2 separate regions of the Mus musculus genome follow, and region 1 is linked to region 2. The links are chromatin contacts, called in public Hi-C maps. All regions are on one chromosome and are shown on one strand. The core of a region is the stretch at or near the end of the contact, and the rest is flanking DNA. Distances in the headings are between cores, read along the strand shown. Region 1 has its middle 20 kb from the start of Gm52718. Region 2 holds the start of Tmeff1 (transmembrane protein with EGF-like and two follistatin-like domains 1).

What was found. A called contact is a pair of places that touch in the nucleus more often than the background predicts.
Region 1: a contact with region 2 is called in a Hi-C map of myocytes, with 2.1 times the contacts expected there. The contact joins the enhancer-like site here to the promoter of Tmeff1 in region 2. A contact is called at or near these places in 1 of 39 promoter capture datasets (hippocampal neurons) and 4 of 484 Hi-C or Micro-C datasets (cerebral cortex, growing oocytes, myocytes and 1 more).

What each region holds. Positions count from the first base shown.
Region 1 is chr4:48,753,363-48,756,417 of GRCm38.p6, forward strand. No RefSeq gene overlaps it. Among named protein-coding and RNA genes, the nearest start is that of Gm52718, 20 kb to the right of the region's middle. Within about 2 kb of position 1,604, at least 55 of the 459 cell types and tissues checked have an H3K27ac peak or open chromatin away from gene starts, as enhancers often do. A contact at or near this core is called in cerebral cortex, hippocampal neurons and myocytes, where this site is marked.
Region 2 is chr4:48,583,456-48,586,696 of GRCm38.p6, forward strand. Tmeff1 (transmembrane protein with EGF-like and two follistatin-like domains 1) reads left to right here and starts at 1,719. Exons shown (of 10, transcript NM_001356272.1): 1 at 1,719-2,186. The coding sequence starts at 2,015.

The DNA of each region.
Region 1 (3,055 bases), core at 354-2,853, 170 kb after region 2:
CAAGTTGTCCTCTGACTCCCACATGCATGTCCTGCTGCAATACGCAGACAGACGTGCATAGGAAACTAATAAATAAATATAAATTGAAAAAAGATTCAAAGACCAACTATAGGATTCATATGATCCAAGACAAGCAAAAGAAACTTACCAATGAAAGACATATAGACCTGAAAGATTAAAGATGTAAAAGTATGAAGGCAAAATTCAGCAAGGAAATAAAACACCCAAACAATTATATAGCTAAGCAGAAATTCTGGAAATGAAAGACCCAACGAAAAATACAATAGAAAATATCATCAGCGGAGACAATAGTACACATAAATACACACATACAAAAAAAGTCAATGAATACCATAGAAAGTTCAAGAAGTCTGGGTACATGCAAGAGACCAAACCTAAGAATCCACGGGCTGTAAGAAAGAGCTGAGACCTGTAACCCGTGGGCATGTTACTTAGTGTGGCAGCTGCTGTGGAAATCAGCACAGAGGGCTTTCATAGCTAAGCATGGAAATCTCATCCAACCCAGATATCACTGCTGGGCCTGTGCCCGAAGGACTTTCCAGCCTGCCACAGCAAACAATACCTGCTCAACCATGGTTATTGAAACTCTTTTCACAACAACCAGGAAACCAGACTAGATGCCATCAATGGTGCATGGATAGTGAAGCGCAGTACAGATGCGTGATGGGATTTTATCCAGCCCCAGAGAAAAACAAAATTAGGAAATTTGCTGGTGAGCGGATGAAACTGGAGAACATTATTTTAAGTGTGGTAACCCAGGTGGAGAAAGACAAATATTTCATGTGCTCTCTCGTTTGCAGATTCTAGCCTGTAATTGTAAGATTGTGTAACCAGGTGGAGAAGTTATGGAAAAATATTAGGAAATTGGAAGGGGCCCATGAAACTGGAAAGGAGGTTTCTAAGGGAGAAGGATGGAGGGAAGACAACAGGATAAAGAGGGAGGGGTGGAGAGATATCAGGGTGCAGCAGAGAAGACGGGGGGGGGGGGAGGGAAGGGAAGAGCACAGGTCCTGTAGGGCGGTCAACCAGAGCGACATTATGAGAAACCAACATGGGTATCCCGCACTTCAGAATCTAATTAAAAAAAAAAAACAACCTTCCTTAATTATACTTATCCTCCAGCTAAAGATCCAGTTTTCAATGTAAATTTGTGACAAATTTCTACTGTCTGATGCTGGGGTAAGGAGTGTCTAGAACATAAGTAGACACTCCCAAGAAATGCCGGGTGACCCAGGTCCCTGGGCTCTGAGGAGTGTTAGGATAACTCCTGGGAGAGTCTGAGCTGCTTTGCTGGCCCCTCTTCCCTCCAGGATCTGTGGAGTACAGTGTCTCAGATCTTGACTTACATTTTCCACCCCACACCAACATAAACAAATCTCCTTTTCCCTTTTGAACATGAAATGGTGCAAAGATAAACACACGTTTCCTATTGTCACTAAAAACGCATTCATTCCCAGAATAATGCGGCGCCTGGGTGAACAAGGAAGATAGATATTTTTAGGGAGACTCTCTCTCCTTTGGAACAGGAACAGAGCACCTGCTAAATCTGGCACAAAGCGATGACTGCTCCCTGGCAGACTCGCATACAGATGCCTGACTCAGCGATGACGGGCGATTTCCAGCCCAACAGCAGTTTCTGGGCGTAGGGTTTCAGCTCTGAACAGCTGTTGTAATTCCTTCAATATTTTTAGTAACTTATAGTTGCAAGTGCAGAATTGTGACTAGCAAGAGCATAAAGGGTGGATTTTATGCCCCCCCCCCCCGGAATTAAATAGTGTGCTTCGGTTATTAGGGGATTGAGTCACAATTTTAAAGAAAGTATTCTTTCTCAGAGCATGCCTAAGGACCAATATCTTATCAAATGTCTAAGAAGAAATGAAATGCGTTCATTTTAGTCCACTGCATTTAGCTCACCTATGAGTTAGCCGCATCCTTTAATAGTCTAAGCTAATAATTTACAACTCAGATTAGAATCTGATCTTCAAGTATTATTTTTATTCAATTATTATTTTCTCCAGAAAATACCACCTGAGGGGTGTATGCATTTATGTAAGGACAGGGGAAGCTGACTTTGGATTCTGTGGTTCAAGTAGAAAATCACAAAAGCACATGGGAAGAGACACGATTTTAACCACAAGTACAATATGAATGAGCGACCAGAAGTTCTCTGTGTCACCTTTAATGACACACTCATAGTGATCATTTCTTTTTGTTAAGGGGGGAAATTTATTTTCTTATAACTCTCCCGATTAACCTCAGCTTTATGCATGGAGTAGTCTAGAAATTGTGACTGCACGCCTGTAGCCAATTTGTCTTCCTTAATTTTCATGATTTCCATGGTTATGATTCTATAATCGGTGAAGCATGCACGAGAAAATGAAGGGCAGGACAGCCTGTGTTACCTTGTACCTCACTGGCTCTCACAGACCTCTTAATTGGGCTTAATTTTGGAGCATTTCAATGCTTAAAAATAGCATCAGATCAGGAGCCCTCTGACACTATCTTTCCTAAGTTTCTAGGGAATGAGCGTGGATATGCAGAAGAAAATCCTAAAATGCTGCAGCAAGGCTTATCTCTAGAAGGCAGGGTAAATAGTCTCCCCCACCTTCCCTTCTAATGGTCACGCCTCCAGGCCTTGCAAAACAGACCTTCTTTGAGAAATAAAAGTCAAAGAAGTGCCATGATTCTTCTTCCCATACATACTGTCACAGGGATGCAGGGTTTGAAAGTGATTTTTATTAAGGCTATAGCAAGTTCTTTTACTAGTGGTGTGTGTGTGTGTGTGTGTGTGTGTGTGTGTGTGTATCCGGTGCTGCTCTCTCTGCAAATCCTGATGTAGACCTCTGAGCTACCTTTCTAGCGCTATGTCTGCCTGTGTGCTGCCATTCTTCCCACCATGACAAAAAGACACTAAACCTCTGAAACTGTAAACCAGACCCAATTAAATGCTCTCTCTTATAAGAGTTGATGAGGTCATGGTGTCTCTTCACAGCAATGGAACCTTGACTGAGACATACCACATAGGCCAGAAACA
Region 2 (3,241 bases), core at 469-2,968:
GCTCTTTCTTTGGGTTGGTACATATGTATAGTTTAGAAAAGAAAGGTTTTCTTTTCTTTAAAGAGCATTTATTTATTGATGTGTGCCTATATGGGTTTATGTGCTTCAGACTGCCGGGAACTGGAGTCACAGGCAGTTGGGCATCACCTGATGTGGCCGCTGAGAACCAAACCTAGGAAGGACTCCATCACTGAACCATCTCTCCAGTCTCCAGTATCCCTGTTTCTATACCATTCATCATTAACCTAATCATTATCAAAATCTATACACAAAGATGACCACCGGGGTCATATTTTACTGTTACACAAAAGCTGTCATGAAAATCTTCCTTTATTCATTGTTGTGTCTTGTTCAACCATCTCTAAAGCAAAAATTCCAATATTGGTATTGTTAGGAAAACAAATTTAGTTTTTTTCTTCATATTTAGGTTGCCGCGCCCTCCAAAATGTATGCATGAATAGTGCTAAGTTTGTCAGTCTTTCTAACTTTTTAATAATCATCCAGAGGGGTAACTTTTTGGTTTAAATATCTTTCCCTTTGTTGCTAGTGGCTTTAAATTTTTTTTGAAAATAAGTTTATTTGTAATGTATATGGGTGTTTTGTTTGATGCATATCTATACCACATGCCTACACTGCCCTTTGAGGCCAGAAGAGAGTTCTTGGTACAGTGTTTACAGATGGTTGTGATGCTGTGGGAATCCAAGCTGGGGCCTCTGCAAAAGCAGCCTGGGCTCTCAGCTGCCGGCTATCTCTTGCTGGTCTCCAAAGCTTTCTCCCTTGCCTGGACTTCTCAAAGCCTCCTTGTCTTTACTTCTATGTTCAGTGTTTGTTTTGTATTTAGATTGTAGCTTTCTTCAAGTGTCCTTTTTGCAATTTTCTTAATTTTACAATGAAATTCTAGAATTCCTTCTGAAGTGGGCAACAATAACAGACTTCGAACAAAGCGGAAAATTTCCAAAAATTTGGCCTATGGTCTTATTGCCTGTGTAAAGTTATCATCTAGCAAGGTGAGGGCTGCAGAGGACTGTACTGGGCTCCAGACAGCTGGAAGACTCTTGGTCCCAACTTCCTGATTTGGGGAAGGCAGAAAACCAGTATGGGAACTCCTTTGTAGGGCTGTGAAATAGAACTGGAGAGGATACAGGCTAAGAGCTTCCTCTAGGCCTTGGATATAGCAAATCCGCTCTAAATCTTTGCTATTATGCGCGGAAAGGGCAACGCACTTTAAAGATTCAGCCGAGAGATGTAGTTATCCAGGAACCCGGTGGGGCGAGTCTTGGGGATTAAGCCTTTTCCCCGGAGAAGTGCACAGCGGGAGTGAGCACTAGGTACCAATCCCGATCCTGCCCATTTCTTGGGATGTGACTGACCTTGGACAAGTCACCTTTTGCCTTTAACTCCACCTGGAAAACACACGAAAGACCACCCGAGCTCGTGCAGGGTTAGAAGGCGCGTGGGAAAGGCTCACAAAGGGCTTCTGAGACACCGTCCCGAAGCTCTCTCCAGTATCCTCGGCGCCGTCCGGCCAGCCGGAGGGATCGGCGACCCCGGCCCGCGCCCCCGCCCGCCTCAGGAACAATGGCTCCCCGGGAGGGGCGGAGCTCGGCGCCGGGGGTGTGCGCGGGGCGGGGTCGCCGCTCCCTCCCCGCCCGCGGCTCCGTCACGCGCCCCTCACCGGGCGGGCCGGGGTCTTTGTGACGCGGCGGCGACAGCCGCGCGGACACAAAGGGAAGGCGAGCCTGCGAGCTAGAAGCTGCGTCCGTCCCCGCCCCGCGCCCCCCGCGCGCGCCCCAGCTCCGTGTTCCCCACGCGGCGCGCTCCCTGCCCTCGCGCGCCCGCGCCCCTCGCCCGCGCCGGGGTCTCCCAACGAGGCTGTCCCGAGCGCGGAGGGCCGGGGCCTGGCGGGGATGCTGCGGGGCTGCCCCGGGCGGCTGCACGGCTGCTAGGAGGCGGCGCGGGGCCGGTGTGCCCGGCCTGCCGCTCCCTGAGCTCCCCGCCGTGCGGCCGCGACAGCATGGGCGCCCAGGCGCCGCTCCGGCTGCCGGCCGCGCCCCCGCTCGCCGTCTGCGGCTACACGTCGGTGCTTCTGCTCTTCGCCTTCTGCCTGCCCGGGAGCCGCGCGTCCAACCAGCCCGCGGGCGGCGGCGGGGACTGTCCGGGAGGCAGAGGCAAGAGCAACTGCTCAGGTAGGAGCCGCCGGCGCCCGCCTCTGGGGCTCCTCCCTTCCGCCGTTCTGGGCCGCGGGAGGACCCGGTGTGGACCAGGGTGCTGAGGAGTCCCGGGGGCCGGGCGGAGGGCAGGACGAGAGTTCGCGGTGCGGGCTTTGGGGACCTGGGTTGGGGATGGGGAGTGGTCGTTTGTGGGTCCGTAGGTGTCGAGTGGCCGGGACTAGGGCGGCCCTGCGGCGTGGTGAGCTGGTGAGGTTCCGCGAGACGGAGCAGTGATCCTGGGTTTGCTCGTGGAAGCGCGTGTAAAGTGTTGTGAAGCCCCAAGGGAGGGAGGACGGCTAGGCTTCAAGGGGAGTGTGTGCGTGTGTGTGTGTTTGTGTGTGAGTGTGATGGTGAGGAACTGGCGGACTGAGGATAAGGGCCTGAGAACTGACCATGTGTTGGTGGGGAGGTTCTTAAGAGTTCCTGGGTTTTAAGAGGGGTAATGCCGGTAAAAAGAAGGAGTGGTTATGTTTGTCCTTTGGGTTCAGGGGTGCAGTGGGGACCAAATCTGTCCACGGTTCTGTGCATCAGGGCAGCAGGGAGTCCCAGGAGGGCCCAGGAAGTGTTTTGTTGGTTGTGTCTGGACAAAGCCTGAGGCTCAGGTAACCACGCTGGAGTACGTATATAGGGTGAAGAGATGAGAGCCCAGTAGTGAACCCAGTTTGACAGAGGGAGGGAGCTAGGGAGTCATCTTGTGTGGGATTTGGGTATGAAAGGTAATTAGGTCTCAGAGAGTGCCCCTGTGTAGCTAGAGTAACCCCGGGTTAATTAAAGTGGTGTAGAAAGAGAGGCAATGGTGGTGTGTGTGTTTTGCAGGAGGACCTGGAAGATTGGCAGCCAGGGGAGCCAGGGAGTAAGTGACCTCTCCCCTCTCTCCAAGGCCGCCTGCCCTCCCACAGCTGTTGGAAACAAAGAGCGTGCTGGGGTTTTAATGGATGACACAGGGGAGGAGGGGGCCGGCCAGTAAAGTTCCCCCGTCCTTTTGGAAAGAGTCCCAGGGGAGCCAGGGGATTCAGGCCCTCGGGCGAGCA